3 separate regions of the Gossypium hirsutum genome follow, and regions 2 and 3 are each linked to region 1. Evidence: chromatin contacts called from public Hi-C data. All regions are on one chromosome and are shown on one strand. The core of a region is the stretch at or near the end of the contact, and the rest is flanking DNA. Distances in the headings are between cores, read along the strand shown. Region 1 holds the start of LOC107900817 (transcription factor DUO1). Region 2 holds the start of LOC107899894 (RGG repeats nuclear RNA binding protein A). Region 3 holds the start of LOC107900819 (autophagy-related protein 3).

Region 1 (4,322 bases), core at 849-3,348:
AATTCTTTATAGCCTTAAATCCTTTATTTTTTTATTGAAACCTTAATTTAAGGTAAAAGCGGAGAGAAAAGGACTCCAAAACTGCTACTTTGACAGACAGAGAAAACAAAGAAAACCTAATCGTAGGTACTCAACTCAGTTTTATTTAAGGAGTCATAATTAAATATTGAGTTTGAGAACTTATAACCCGTATTTAATAAGAGTGCTATAATCTTTCTTGCATGTACTTGACTTCTCAACCCAATTTTTTTCTAAGTTTCAATGTAGATCACAAAAATGTCATTTAAAAAGAAAACTATTTTAAAATTATTTTTGTAAAAAGTGATTTTATAAATAGTCGATCATATCTAATAAAATAAATTGATGGCAACTCTTATTTTTTTAATAAAAAATTTATATTTTAAAAAAAAATCATGTTTTTTTCTAATATGATGAAGCTATTTTATGGACAAAAAAAAAAAGGTTTCGACCAATCTTCTTATGGAATATATGCAACAATTGCCTTTCGACCAAGGTGACTCTCCAGCAATGGAACATTACAAAGGATAGCTACTGTTCTTTATGTCAGACTTACTTGAAATCCTTGGACCACCTATTCATTCACTGTGATTTTTGTAGAGCTGTTTGGTTTAAATCTCCACTCTCCTTTCGCATAAAGTCTTTCCATCTTACTACTCTCTCCTCTTGGATCTTTCAATGGCTTCTGGTCAATGACCTTTAATTGTACTTCATGGATTATTAGGAAGTCAAGAAATAAGTTTATCTTCAAGAAAGTTAATCCAATATCCCTTTAGGTGCTATCAACAAAATGAATGATCTTCACCTCTCATTTGATGCTAACCCTCCAAAAAGCTCAAATCGTCATCGCCTACAAAGATCCCTGGAGGTAGGAGGTTTCGACTCACCATGGGTTTTATGCCTCCACATAAGTAGCTACCTAAAGAGCAACCTCATCGGAGGTGTGGTCATCATTCAGAATGACAATGGAACACATTTCCTAGCAGAGTATTACAAGATTATCATGCTAGAGATCGTTTCTTTGTGTTAAATATGGTTTCAAAGAATGGCAAGATGGAAAGAAATGTACGTTAGCAAGGTTGTTGAATACCATGTGTTTTGTTCATTTCCAGGTGGCTTGTCTCCAACGCAGATTGAATAGGGCTTGAATAAGATTTTTTGGATAGTTAGATATAGCAGTTGGACCCATACATGAGTACACGATAATTTGTAATTTCGTAATTACACCTTCCAAACTTTAGGTTAAATTTCAAGGTATAATTTCTTGTTTCTATTTCATTATTTTTAATAGATTCATGTATGTATTTGTTGTAAAATTGAATAAATCAAAAATACAAATAATAAGTAAAAAGATAGTGTTGGTAAACACTAACCTCATGAGACTGAAATGAAAGATTGCATGGAAATGGGTGTGGCAGGCCCATTTTGCATAAATACGCCCAAAACGATGTCTTGTTAGGAGCACGTTGATTGGTTGGGTGCTGAACACGCGGACCACCGCAATAGTATGAACTAAACCAATCCGGTTTATAAAATATAAGTTAAAAATCGATTTAATTTTTATGATATAAAAATAAATATTTTATATTTAAAATAATAAATATAATTTTAAGGTTCTTGAAAAATTATTATTTTTTAGAGATATTTACTAAAAGACTTTAAAAAGTCATAAAATACAGTTTATTTTATCCAAATAAGTTTATAAAATCAAAATAAAAATTGAAAATTGAACCGAGTCGAATTAATGGATAGTTAAAAAAACTAAAAAATTTAACCAAACTGATATCATCTTTAGTGAGTATACATTGGATCAATTTTTTTTAATTTAAATCCTTTTAAAAGTTATTTTAATTTTATTATTAATAATTTGTTATACTTTATAATACTTGATAATGTTTAGTTGTAATTACAATCATTCAAATATTTATTAATTGTAATTCTACATATAATCTTAAAAAGAATAGTGATTCATAAAACTATCAAAGAGAGAGAGAGAGAGAGAGAGGAGAAGGAATAAAGGAGAGATACGTAAATTACAAATTTTGAATGAGGGAAAAAATTGGGAACGTGGGGATATTGGCGGAGGATGGTGGCAGTAACCGTCTTAACCGTCATTACCGAAAGAAGAAACATAAAAACAAAGATAATAAGACTACTACATTAATCAGAAAAAAAGAAGAAGAAGAGAAAATTACAAGACCAAATTTATTATCCGAATCCGTGAATAGCCATTCCCTGGTATAAGATAGTAGGGTTAAATTAGGGGAAATGGAAGGAAAGCTAGTAGAGATAAGTCAGATACGGAAAGGGCCATGGAAGGCAGAGGAAGATGAAGTGCTGATCAACCATGTTAAGAAATATGGCCCTCGAGAATGGAGCTCCATCCGATCCAAAGGCCTTTTGCAAAGAACTGGCAAATCTTGTCGTCTTCGTTGGGTTAACAAACTTAGGCCCAACTTGAAGAAGTAAGCATGCGTGTGTATGTGTATATATATATATATAGATTAATCTCTGCTGCTCTCCTCTACTACTTGTTTGTAATTCACAAGTAATTTCTTTTTTGTTTGTTTGTTTGAATCTTCCAAGTGGGTGCAAGTTTACGGCAGAGGAAGAGAGGGTGGTGATAGAATTGCAGGCACAGTTTGGGAACAAATGGGCTAAAATCGCAACGTATTTGCCTGGAAGGACCGATAACGACGTGAAGAATTTTTGGAGCAGTAGGCAGAAGAGACTGGCTAGGATATTGCAGAATTCAGGGGCCCCCTCTTCCTCCTCCTCCTCTTCCTCTTCCAAATCACTCAAACTTAAAAGGGAAATCCCTGCCTTTCACGATGTTCCTGTTTTTGAGGTAAAACCCAATTTTATGATGGTTGTTTCGAATTTCCAAGTGCTTTTTTGGAATTATTTTAGTCACTTTTGTGGTTTGGGGACTAATAAAATATTCCATTGGATGCATTTGTTTGATGAATTGACTCAAAAAGAATTCACTTCACTGTTCTTCGCTTAAAAAGTGGCTAAACTGTTGCTAATTGCTTGTATTGTATTAATTCTTGAGTAGTCTTTAGATGGTTTGAGTTCAATAGTTTTCTTATGGTGCGATAAGTAGTTATGTTTCTTTTTTTTTTGGGGGGGGGGTGGGGGGGGGTTAATTTCAAGGCTCCAAAGTTGAGTTCATCAATGGAGGAAATATCATACACCATGGCTCAATCTTGCTCATCATCATCCTACCTTGATAACACCGAGACTATTATTAAAGTGGAGCAATTCCCGAAACTAGTAAATCCCAAGTTGTACACCGATGCGAACATGGCGCAGCTGGAGCTGATGTCGATAGGGAACAACCCGTATGCTGCTGCTGAGGCCCAACCGCAAGCTTTCTTCCCTCAGACTCCACACCCCCAACCATACCTCACATTATCACTGGAAAGCCAAGACCTGTTGGCTAAATTCGAGGATCCTTACTTTTCACAAGTGTTTGCACCTATGGATGTTCATGAACTTGACAGTGGGAACGTGGAGCAGCAGCCATTTCTTGAACCGGTGAGAAGCGGTGGGTTCGGTGCAAGGGAAGAAGCTGATAACCCTATGATCCCTGATGCCTTCTTCGATGATTTCCCAGCAGACATGTTTGATCAAATGGAACCGCTTCCAAATCCATCAACCTAAATTCAAAGATGAAGGAAACTTGACTTTTGTTTAACGTTTTAAACTCTTTTCTTGTATATTATTGCTGTTTCAATGAGTAGGAGGCTTTCTTTTTCTTCTTTCTATTTCTGTTTTTTTCTTTCTTAAGAGGATGAATATTGTCACTGTAAACTGCTGGTTCTTCATTTCTCATTCGTGTGCTTCTGTATATAGTCAAAGGCATATCCAGTGTTGGGTGCCAAAAATTAAAGGTCAAAATTTGCTGCCAATCCTAGTGAAGTTTTAGATTTAGTGTTGAACTTAAGAAGTGCAGTCCAATACATGATGATATTGATTTTTTTTTTTGTAACTTTAATCACTTGACAGTTCTATTAACGGGTCATAGGTTAAGTTCTTACAACTTCGAAATAGGATATCAATTGGGGTGGGGTGCTCTCATTGCACCCATCACTGTTAAGAATTTTCATACTCATTCTCGCTTCGCAACTCATTACAGGTACAAACTTAAAATTATCCCCGCCCTACGACTTGCAAGATAAACCACCCACGTGGGTTCTAGACCCACTTAATTCCCTCTATACTTATATTGCGACCCACTTCAGATAATTCATTAATAAGTATTAGTTAAATAAATATAAACTAAATTTTGTATGAAAAAG
Region 2 (4,322 bases), core at 1,247-3,746, 180 kb before region 1:
TGATATTTTATTGATTTACAATAAAATTGAAGGTTGTGATTGTAACTACTAGAGATAACTCACTGAGCAAGTTCATCAGTTTGAGTTCCCCAATTACCACGACCAGAGCCTTCACGTTTGAGCTCATTTCTGCAGACATGAACAGAACACAGAAACATCAGCTTTGAGACTTGGCTAAAATACCGATATGCAGAATATATCAAAGCTAATGTTAAACAAAAGCTTCCTTTTTTACCCGCGCCCTGTCCCACTACGGCGTTCATACAACCTGCGAGGTCGCTCCCCATCTGCATCTTCCCCATTACTGAAACCACCACGGCGACCACCACGGTAAGGTCGAGGACCACCATAACCACACCTTTCAGAGGGTTTTCCACTCTCTCCATCTTCAGGTACAGCATTATTGCTGAATAAGTTCTCGTCATTTGCAAAATCACGTCTGTATCCACCACTACCACTACCACCACGTCCACGTCCATATCCTCGCCCACCACGACCTCCGCCACGAGCACCTTCACTCTTTGCCTCCCTCACTTAGGAATTAAAAACACTGACATCAGTGATAAGCCCAAGAGAGCTAAGAGCTTCATCTTGAAGGCAGCTCAAGAAACAAAATCTTCAAATACAGAAATTTCAGGTTTATATGATTTATGCTATAAAGGAAGAAACCATAACTGACAATTAGATATAAAACAATGTTAACTGTCATAACTATCAAGATGAGATCAGTTATACAACTATCAAACTTCCCTAAAAACAAAAATTCATACCAATGCGTAAACACTTCGGGAAAAAAATCTCAGTTTCGATGGAATACCAACTGACACTTTCAGAGAGTAAACAGAAAAGACAAGGTTCCCCGCTGCATTCTGATTAAATTTCTATAGTTAAGGCATGCACCTTAGCATCAAACAACAAAAGCGCCACGAAACCTCTTTGGGCAAGATGCATTCGGTTAGGAGCGCATACATGTGCCTACTAGCATTTTTTCATAAGATGATAGGCACTAAAGCAATTGGCTTGATTGAAGTTCGCACTAGTTTCATTCATTTTTACTTATTTTTCATTAATTGTACATTTACTAAGAAGATTAAGATGCTAGCTCCCACTCCACTTCTCAATGCTCAACTATCCAACACAGACATGAGATCATAAGAAAACCAATCATATTGGCCAACAAAAAATTATAATTTCATGTTTTGTAGGAGAATAAAGTTGATCAATCTTAAGAGTTTATTATCATGACCATATATCTTAAGCTTCTACACACACCTACATATACACATATATACACATGCATATATATAAAACAAACAAGCACATACACTTGTACATATTGCGCCTTATATCACTCAAGCAAGTACTTTTAGGCGGCTAAGGTAATAGAAGGATTCTAGCAGCTTGAGTGCAACTTGACAACATTGGATTTCATTTTAGAAAAGAAAGAACAACAAGAAAACCAATATGCTTTTCGGAATCTTTTGCTCTGTTCACTATAAGAAATAAGTCTATACAAATAAGAAACTCGCAATGATTATATTCCAAGTAAATAACGGATAACAAATACTCTTTAACAATCAGAGCCCAACTTCCCTTTACAAGAAATGAAACGGAAGTATAATGAACTTAAACCCACTCAACCCTCTCACCCGCCCCCCCCCAAAAAAAAAACAAAAAAGAAAAGAAAAGAACTCGATCATTAAGAAAAGAAGACTTCAGCTTAAGACAATCGGTTAAACTCAATACCCGACACAGACAGCTGAAAATAATGAGTAACTTCAATAGAGAAAGCTCACCAGCCTGAGCAGGAGGGAGAGGCTTGGAGGGAAGCTTAGCCTGAGTTGCAGGTTGCGTCTTAGCTTGAGACTTTGCTGGGCCCTTCTTTGGGGCAGCAGCAGTAGCAGTGGCTGCGACAGCCTTTTGCTGAGCAGCGATCAGCAATGATAGTTCCCCAGTGTCGTCATCCCCCAACAAATCAAAAGGGTTCAAGCCAGCCATTTCTTTCTTGAATGAAAAATCCACACTAACCACTTCCAAACCCTTAGAATCTTTCGTTTATAATAACCACGAAATCCCTTACTCTAACAAAACTTCCATTAGATTTTTATATTATGAAACCAAACCAATCTTTTAATAATTAAAAAAAAAAAGTTAGGAGAGGTGCAGTAGAAAGAAAAACCCTAGCCGCAAAAGAGATAAGAGTATAGAAGCGTAAGAGAGAGAGAAACCTAATCTGACTCTTTTTCTGCACTACGATGTTTATTTATTTATTTTGGCTCACTGTAGAGAGTGCATAAAAACACATAGAAAATACCAAAATTAGGTAGAGTTGATTAATATCTCAGATTTAAATTTTGTGAACAAAATCTTTTATATCTTTCATTTGAAAATTCAATACGACTTGATTTCAAAATAAAAAATTTAAAATCTAAATTTGCATTAAAAAAACATTGTTTTAAAAACTGTAATCTTATTTGATCATACTTCTTTTAAAATATTTGTTTCTAATCAGAAATATATATAAAAGCACAAATTTGTTAACTAAGTACCCTAATTTATTTATTATAATTTCAAAAAATATGAATAATGATCAATTAAAGGCTTTTCCATAAATATTAAAAACAAAAGTACGACCCTAAGTTTGACAAAAGAAAAATTACAATCACAAATAAATTCCAACCCCTATTTCATTCATTCATTATCAACCAAACAGTTTATATGATTTCAATTTCAGACTTCTACATACATATACTAATTATATGAAAAGCACGTATTGATTTTTCATGATTTACTATGAAAAATACTCATTTGTAAAAAAACTATACATGTTAGATTTTATCTATTATGCTTCTTCGGATACCCTAATTCTTTTAACTCTGCTTTTAAAGCAGCATGCTCATGCCACATCCTCTCTAGCCGAGCTTCAACCATTGTCGTCTCTTCTTTAAGGTGATGCATCCGCTTCTCCAACCAAGCCACTGCTTCAGCTCTGCTTTCTCCACCTCCGCCTCCACCACCTCTCATCATGCTACCCATGTACTCAACTGGGTAATTCACATGCACTTGTTGTGGCCTGTTTAATAGCACAACAATGCTTACCTGCAGTTAGAAACCAAAAGGAGGAATGAGAGTCGTGAGGATCCAACAATACTATATGAGAATGATAAAATCCAGAATGACTAGTTATTAGGGACTAGCTATGGGTACGATTATCAAAATCACTTAACCAATGAATTAGAGGTAATAAGTTAACTGGGAACTATAGACCTGCATCAGGAGAATCACAGTGAAGGCAACAGCTAAGACTAGTGAAATGTGGCCTTGGCTTTTCAAGTATGAGAAGGATTTCCTCGCAAACTCGCTTAACAAAGATGCAATGGATAAAGCACTAGTCAAACTTTCTTGCAAAAGATTCCCAATTCGCTGGTTAACATCCAGAGAATCAGACATCTGCAATGTCCTTACTGGATCACTTAAGGTATGAGATCTTTCTGAAGGTTCCGTGGTAGCCACTTCCCTTTCGACTTGGAGTTCACCATTTCCAGTTGAGCTTTCAGAAGGCTTTACCCCTGATTCAAACAAAGGAGCTTATGTCAGTAACTCCAACATGTGCATAACTGCTCAGATCATAAATATCATTAAGATGAAATTATTCAAAAAAAAATCTGATGGTCGAATTATGAACCTCCTTGTTTATCAATGTTCTGCTTCAACAATTCATGTGCCTGAAACATTAATGATAAAAATCATTTTGATCAATGTTCAAACAAAATTTACAAAATAAAACATAAAATTACAAGAGAAATATAATACCCTGTCTATCCACGTTGCATATGCTTCTCGACACTCTTCAAGAGTAGACTGCACTATTTTCCCTGTCCCATGTGCATGGCATCAGATGAAGGAAAATGAACAAGTATAATCATTATTCATTTATATAAAAGCAAAAGGTCCACTACGTAAGCTGTTCAAGAAAAAGAACACCATACATCCTTTGGAACTCATCTTCAAAGTTTAAAAGACAGCCCGATTGACAAGTTCAAAACAATTTAGAAGCATCACAAAAAGATTTTGCACTCTCGAAAGTCCTATTTCTTTATTTCTTGCCAAATAATTCCTTCTTCCACAAACAATAAATAATCATTTTCATTCTTAAAGGAGAAATCCTTTTGGCACTTCGGCTATAATAGTTCAGATGCAATGATAATATGAGACACGTAAATGTAAAGTCTTTGTAACAGGAGTCGATAACAATAGAAACTCAGCAAATCAAAATACAAAGATGCGACACAAGAAATACATAAATGATAAAAGAGCACTCT
Region 3 (4,322 bases), core at 1,000-3,499, 130 kb after region 1:
TTGATCTTTAGTTAGCATATTAATTGAAGGTTCATTTTCATCTCCAGAAGACTGGGATGTTGTATGTAATTCGTCTATTTCTAATTCATTTGTTTCAGTAGATGTATCATTTTCAGAAGAAGTTGTTTCTAATAGGATTTCATTTAATTTTTGTTCTATCTCTTCTTCTAAATTTAAGTTATTGATTTTTCTTTTGATTTTACAATATTTTGAGATATGTCATGGTTTTCCACATCTATAACATTTTATTGTTTTATCAATTTTGTTTTCTGTTTTTTGTTGTTTCTTTCCTTTTCTGTATTTTTTATATTTAGGTTTTTTATAATATTCTGAAATATTCTTTTTCCTATTTTTTGGCGTTTCAGGGCAACATGTTTTTGAAGAAGAAGGTTCATTCCTGATGTCAAATTGGTGGCAGAATGATCCTAATTCCTTTCTACATTGATATCTTTCTTTCTTGAGTTATTTTTGTAATTTTAAATCTTGACAAATTTTTTATCATTCTTTTTGGGTGAAACTAATTAGTTCACCATATGTAATTTTGATATCTCTTTTACTGGTCCTAATAAAGGGTTCAGGGTTCAAGGTTCAGGGTTTAAGGCTTTTTTACCTATATATTATAAAAGAAAATAATTTTTTTGAAAATGGTATCCCAAACCGATTAAATACGTGAATAGGTTGTTTTAGGTGGTGGAGGGTGGTGCAGATGTACACCACCCATTTTTTCTGACTCCGGCAGATTTCTGTTATAAAAAAATTAAACACAATTTTATATCGGGTGTTGCCTTGTTAATTGGCGGCACCAAAAAGTATGTTTTATACGGATCATATACGATGTTAGTTTAGTGGTGTCATATTGACAGGCGGCACTAGTAGTGCCCATGTCAGAGGCAGCACCAAATGGTGCCTATACATTGCTTGTCCATTAAAGTTTAATGATTTTCCTATTTGCTGTAATAAACTTACAATATCCCAGAGACCGACCAAACATAAAACTTTTGATGCATATTAGACCATACACAAGTTTTCTTTTTTGGTGTGCTTGTGCGTGCATCCGTTCAATGTTTGGGTTTTTTTTATTAAGTTTCTTGTTAATGCTCGAGATGTGTTCTTTGTTGCCTAATGTCTAGCAAAATTCAAAATGGGTGCCGCCTTTGACATGGGCACCACTGGTGCCGCCTACCAATATGGCACCACCAAACCGACACCCTATATGACCCGTATAAAATATGCTTTTTGGTGTCGCCAATCAACAAGGTACCACCTAATATAAAATTGTTTTAAGAGAAATTTTTTAACAAAAATTCGTCCGTGTCAAAAAAAATGGGTAAGGCCTCCTCTGTACCACCTTCCACCACCTAAAACAACCCATTCTCGTAATTAATGGGTTTGGGATACCATTTTCGAAATTTTTATTTTTTTTATAATATATGGGTAAAAAAGCCGGCGTTTGAGGTTCAAGGTTCGGGGTTTGAGGTTCATGGTAAAAAAATTACCAAAATTATATGTTAATGACATGAAAAAAGTGTTGAAATGTCATTAAATAATTGGAAATGGACCATGGATAATGTGGTGGGAAGGATCCATAAAATAATTTCTTGAATTATTGAGTTTGAATTATTGAGTTTTCATAGGAGAAAACTTGGATTTTTACAAAAAAAAAAGAAAAAAAGAAAAATTGACTTTTTATAGGTAAAAACCATTTTATCTTTTAATTTCTTTTATTTTTTATTTTTTGAATTAATTTTAATTTTTCTGTAGTAATAAGAAAATTTGGATTTTTATTGAGAAAAGTTTAGGGTTTTATAGGAAAAACTAATTTTTTTCATTTTAATTTCTTTTATTTTTTCCATTTTTAAATTTAAGTTTAGTTTAGTCTAGTAAAAAAAAAGAAAAACTTACATTTTTACGAGAAATTACCTTCATTTTTATGAGAGAAAACTTGGATTTTTGCAAAGAATATTACTCACCAAAATGATATATTTTAATTCTAAATTGAAATATTATTGACTAAAATAAAAATTTATTAAAATTGAGAAACTAAAGTATAGAAACACCCCCGTTAGCGAAATTAAGGGTGAGTGGCTAAAACCAACCATCTAAGGCAGTGCTAGATTTGAATTTTTCTTATTTTCAGTGACCAAATAAAAATTTACAAAAGTTAGCTGATTAAATGCGAAATTTACCCAAGTATTAATTGAGAGGCGTAACCTACACATGCGACTAATCAATCACAGCCGTCCGTGCCAGACCATCGGGTTTGCGATGTCCAACGGGCTCACGGATGGTAGAACTCATACGCCACACGCTATTATTTTTTCCTACGCAACACAACACCACAACGCAAGCGCATTCGACGATCCCTTTCTCTCTCTACCTCGTCCGTACGGGATCTCTAGGGTTTCAACCTTCGACTTCGATTGAATCGCTAGGGTTTTGATTATATCCTCTCTCCTTTGATCGTACATTAAATTGAATCAAGAAATTCGGAAAAAAATATGGTACTTTCTCAGAGGATTCATGAGGCATTCAAAGGAACTGTGGAAAGAATAACAGGGCCTCGAACAGTCTCTGCTTTTAAAGAGAAAGGAGTTTTAAGCGTCTCCGAGTTCATCCTGGCTGGTGATAATCTTGTATCCAAATGCCCTACCTGGTCTTGGTATCTTCACCATACTATCAACATATGTATCTTTATTTCTTTGTTTGTAACTTGCTTTAGTAGTTTTGGAATTATATGAATCCTTTTATATTTTCATATTGTACATCGATATTAATGGATTAATATTTTTGGGGAAAATTTGTAGTATAGCTTCATAATTCATGGTATAACAATTTAACTCAGTGAATTGTTATGAATACTAGGGAATCTGGAGAGCCAAGCAAGAGGAAGTCCTATTTACCGCCCGAAAAGCAATACTTGATTACTAGAAATGGTAAATTGACCACCATCTCACTTAATTTTCCTTTGAATTGCATATCTGATTAGTACTAGTAATTTTATTTGGTGATTTTGTGGTTAGTGCCCTGCCTAAGGAGGGCTGCGTCAGTGGAAGAAGAATATGAAGCTGCAGGAGGAGAGGTTCTTCTTGATAATGAAGACAATGATGGTTGGTTGGCAACTCATGGTAAACCCAAAGGTATTATCTTCTTCCTTGAGGTTCTGCTTGTGTTGATTCTAGGATGAAATTATGGACTTCACACAGCTAATCTTCCTGACAGATAAAAGTGATGTGGAGGAAAACCTGCCTTCAATGGAGACTCTAGAAATAAGGCAGAATGCTGTAAGATCAATACCTTCTTATTTTGGGGTTGGTGAAGACGAAGAAGATATACCCGACATGGCTGATTATGAAGAAGCTGACAATCTTGTTGAGACTGATGCAGTAAGTGCTGACTGCTGAGAAACTTATATGATTTCTGAGATTCAAAAACTAGCCGAGTAACTTTTTCTTTTTGTAACTAGTTGATTTAGATTAGCCTTTTATCAGAGTTCTAATATTATCTTAATATTACATATCTTGGTTAATACCTTTGAGGGGGGGGGGATTATGTTGTGATAAGGTGCAAGGATATAGGTTTATGCTTAGCAAACCTGTCCTCAAGGATATAGATTCTAATTTCTCTTTCCCTTTTAGAGGTTCAAATGTCTGTGTACTTATCTGATATGTCTCTGATCAATGCAGGCTACTTTACAACCAACATATCTTGTTGCTCAAGAGCCTGATGATGACAATATTTTACGGACCCGAACCTATGATGTCAGCATCACGTAAGACAATTCTGGTGCCAACATGCTTAGGATTCATTTTCAGGTTATGATTTTGTTATGAAATCTCAAACTTGACAAACATTATCAAATTTGTAGGTATGATAAATACTATCAGACTCCTCGTGTGTGGCTTACTGGGTATGATGAGGTAGGTATTTGAGAATCCTTGTTTTTACAGCTGTGAATTCAAATATTGAACTAATTGATATGGCTGCAAATGTTGTCCTCATCTGAATTTGTTTATAGTCAAGGATGCTCTTACAACCAGAGCTTGTTCTGGAGGATGTTAGTCAGGATCACGCACACAAAACGGTAGGCTGTATTTAATAATTCAAATTATCTCTCTCATTCTTCCTTAAGTGGTAGGAGTATAGATTTTAGTTTGCTCATTAGGAATTTGGAAGATGTTTTTTACTCTATGCTAATTTACTGGTATAGGTTACTATTGAGGACCATCCTCACTTACCTGGGAAGCATGCATCCGTACATCCATGCAGACATGGGGCTGTCATGAAAAAGATCATTGATGTGCTTATGTCACGTGGAGTAGAAC

The links. Hi-C and Micro-C count contacts between places; a contact is called where the count stands out from the background.
Region 2: a Hi-C map of hypocotyl shows a contact between it and region 1, with 2.1 times the contacts expected there. The contact joins the promoter of LOC107899894 here to the promoter of LOC107900817 in region 1. A contact is called at or near these places in 6 of 34 Hi-C or Micro-C datasets (hypocotyl, leaf and petal).
Region 3: a Hi-C map of hypocotyl shows a contact between it and region 1, with 6 times the contacts expected there. The contact joins the promoter of LOC107900819 here to the promoter of LOC107900817 in region 1. A contact is called at or near these places in 15 of 34 Hi-C or Micro-C datasets (anther, callus, fibers and 4 more).

The regions. Positions count from the first base shown.
Region 1 is chrD08:52,406,762-52,411,083 of Gossypium_hirsutum_v2.1, reverse strand. It overlaps LOC107900817 (transcription factor DUO1), which reads left to right and starts at 2,098. Exons shown (of 3, transcript XM_016826532.2): 1 at 2,098-2,483; 2 at 2,605-2,866; 3 at 3,175-3,932. The coding sequence starts at 2,287. The coding sequence ends at 3,684.
Region 2 is chrD08:52,585,849-52,590,170 of Gossypium_hirsutum_v2.1, reverse strand. LOC107899894 (RGG repeats nuclear RNA binding protein A) reads right to left here and starts at 2,496. Exons shown (of 7, transcript XM_041098356.1): 1 at 1,797-2,496; 2 at 236-533; 3 at 64-129. The coding sequence starts at 1,998. LOC107900809 (protein VASCULAR ASSOCIATED DEATH 1, chloroplastic) reads right to left here. Exons shown (of 19, transcript XM_041098355.1): 15 at 3,814-3,875; 16 at 3,686-3,725; 17 at 3,466-3,569; 18 at 3,268-3,361; 19 at 2,670-3,099. The coding sequence ends at 3,041.
Region 3 is chrD08:52,273,630-52,277,951 of Gossypium_hirsutum_v2.1, reverse strand. It overlaps LOC107900819 (autophagy-related protein 3), which reads left to right and starts at 2,249. Exons shown (of 10, transcript XM_016826534.2): 1 at 2,249-2,659; 2 at 2,863-2,933; 3 at 3,021-3,137; 4 at 3,220-3,383; 5 at 3,684-3,769; 6 at 3,866-3,917; 7 at 4,016-4,081; 8 at 4,208-4,322. The coding sequence starts at 2,499.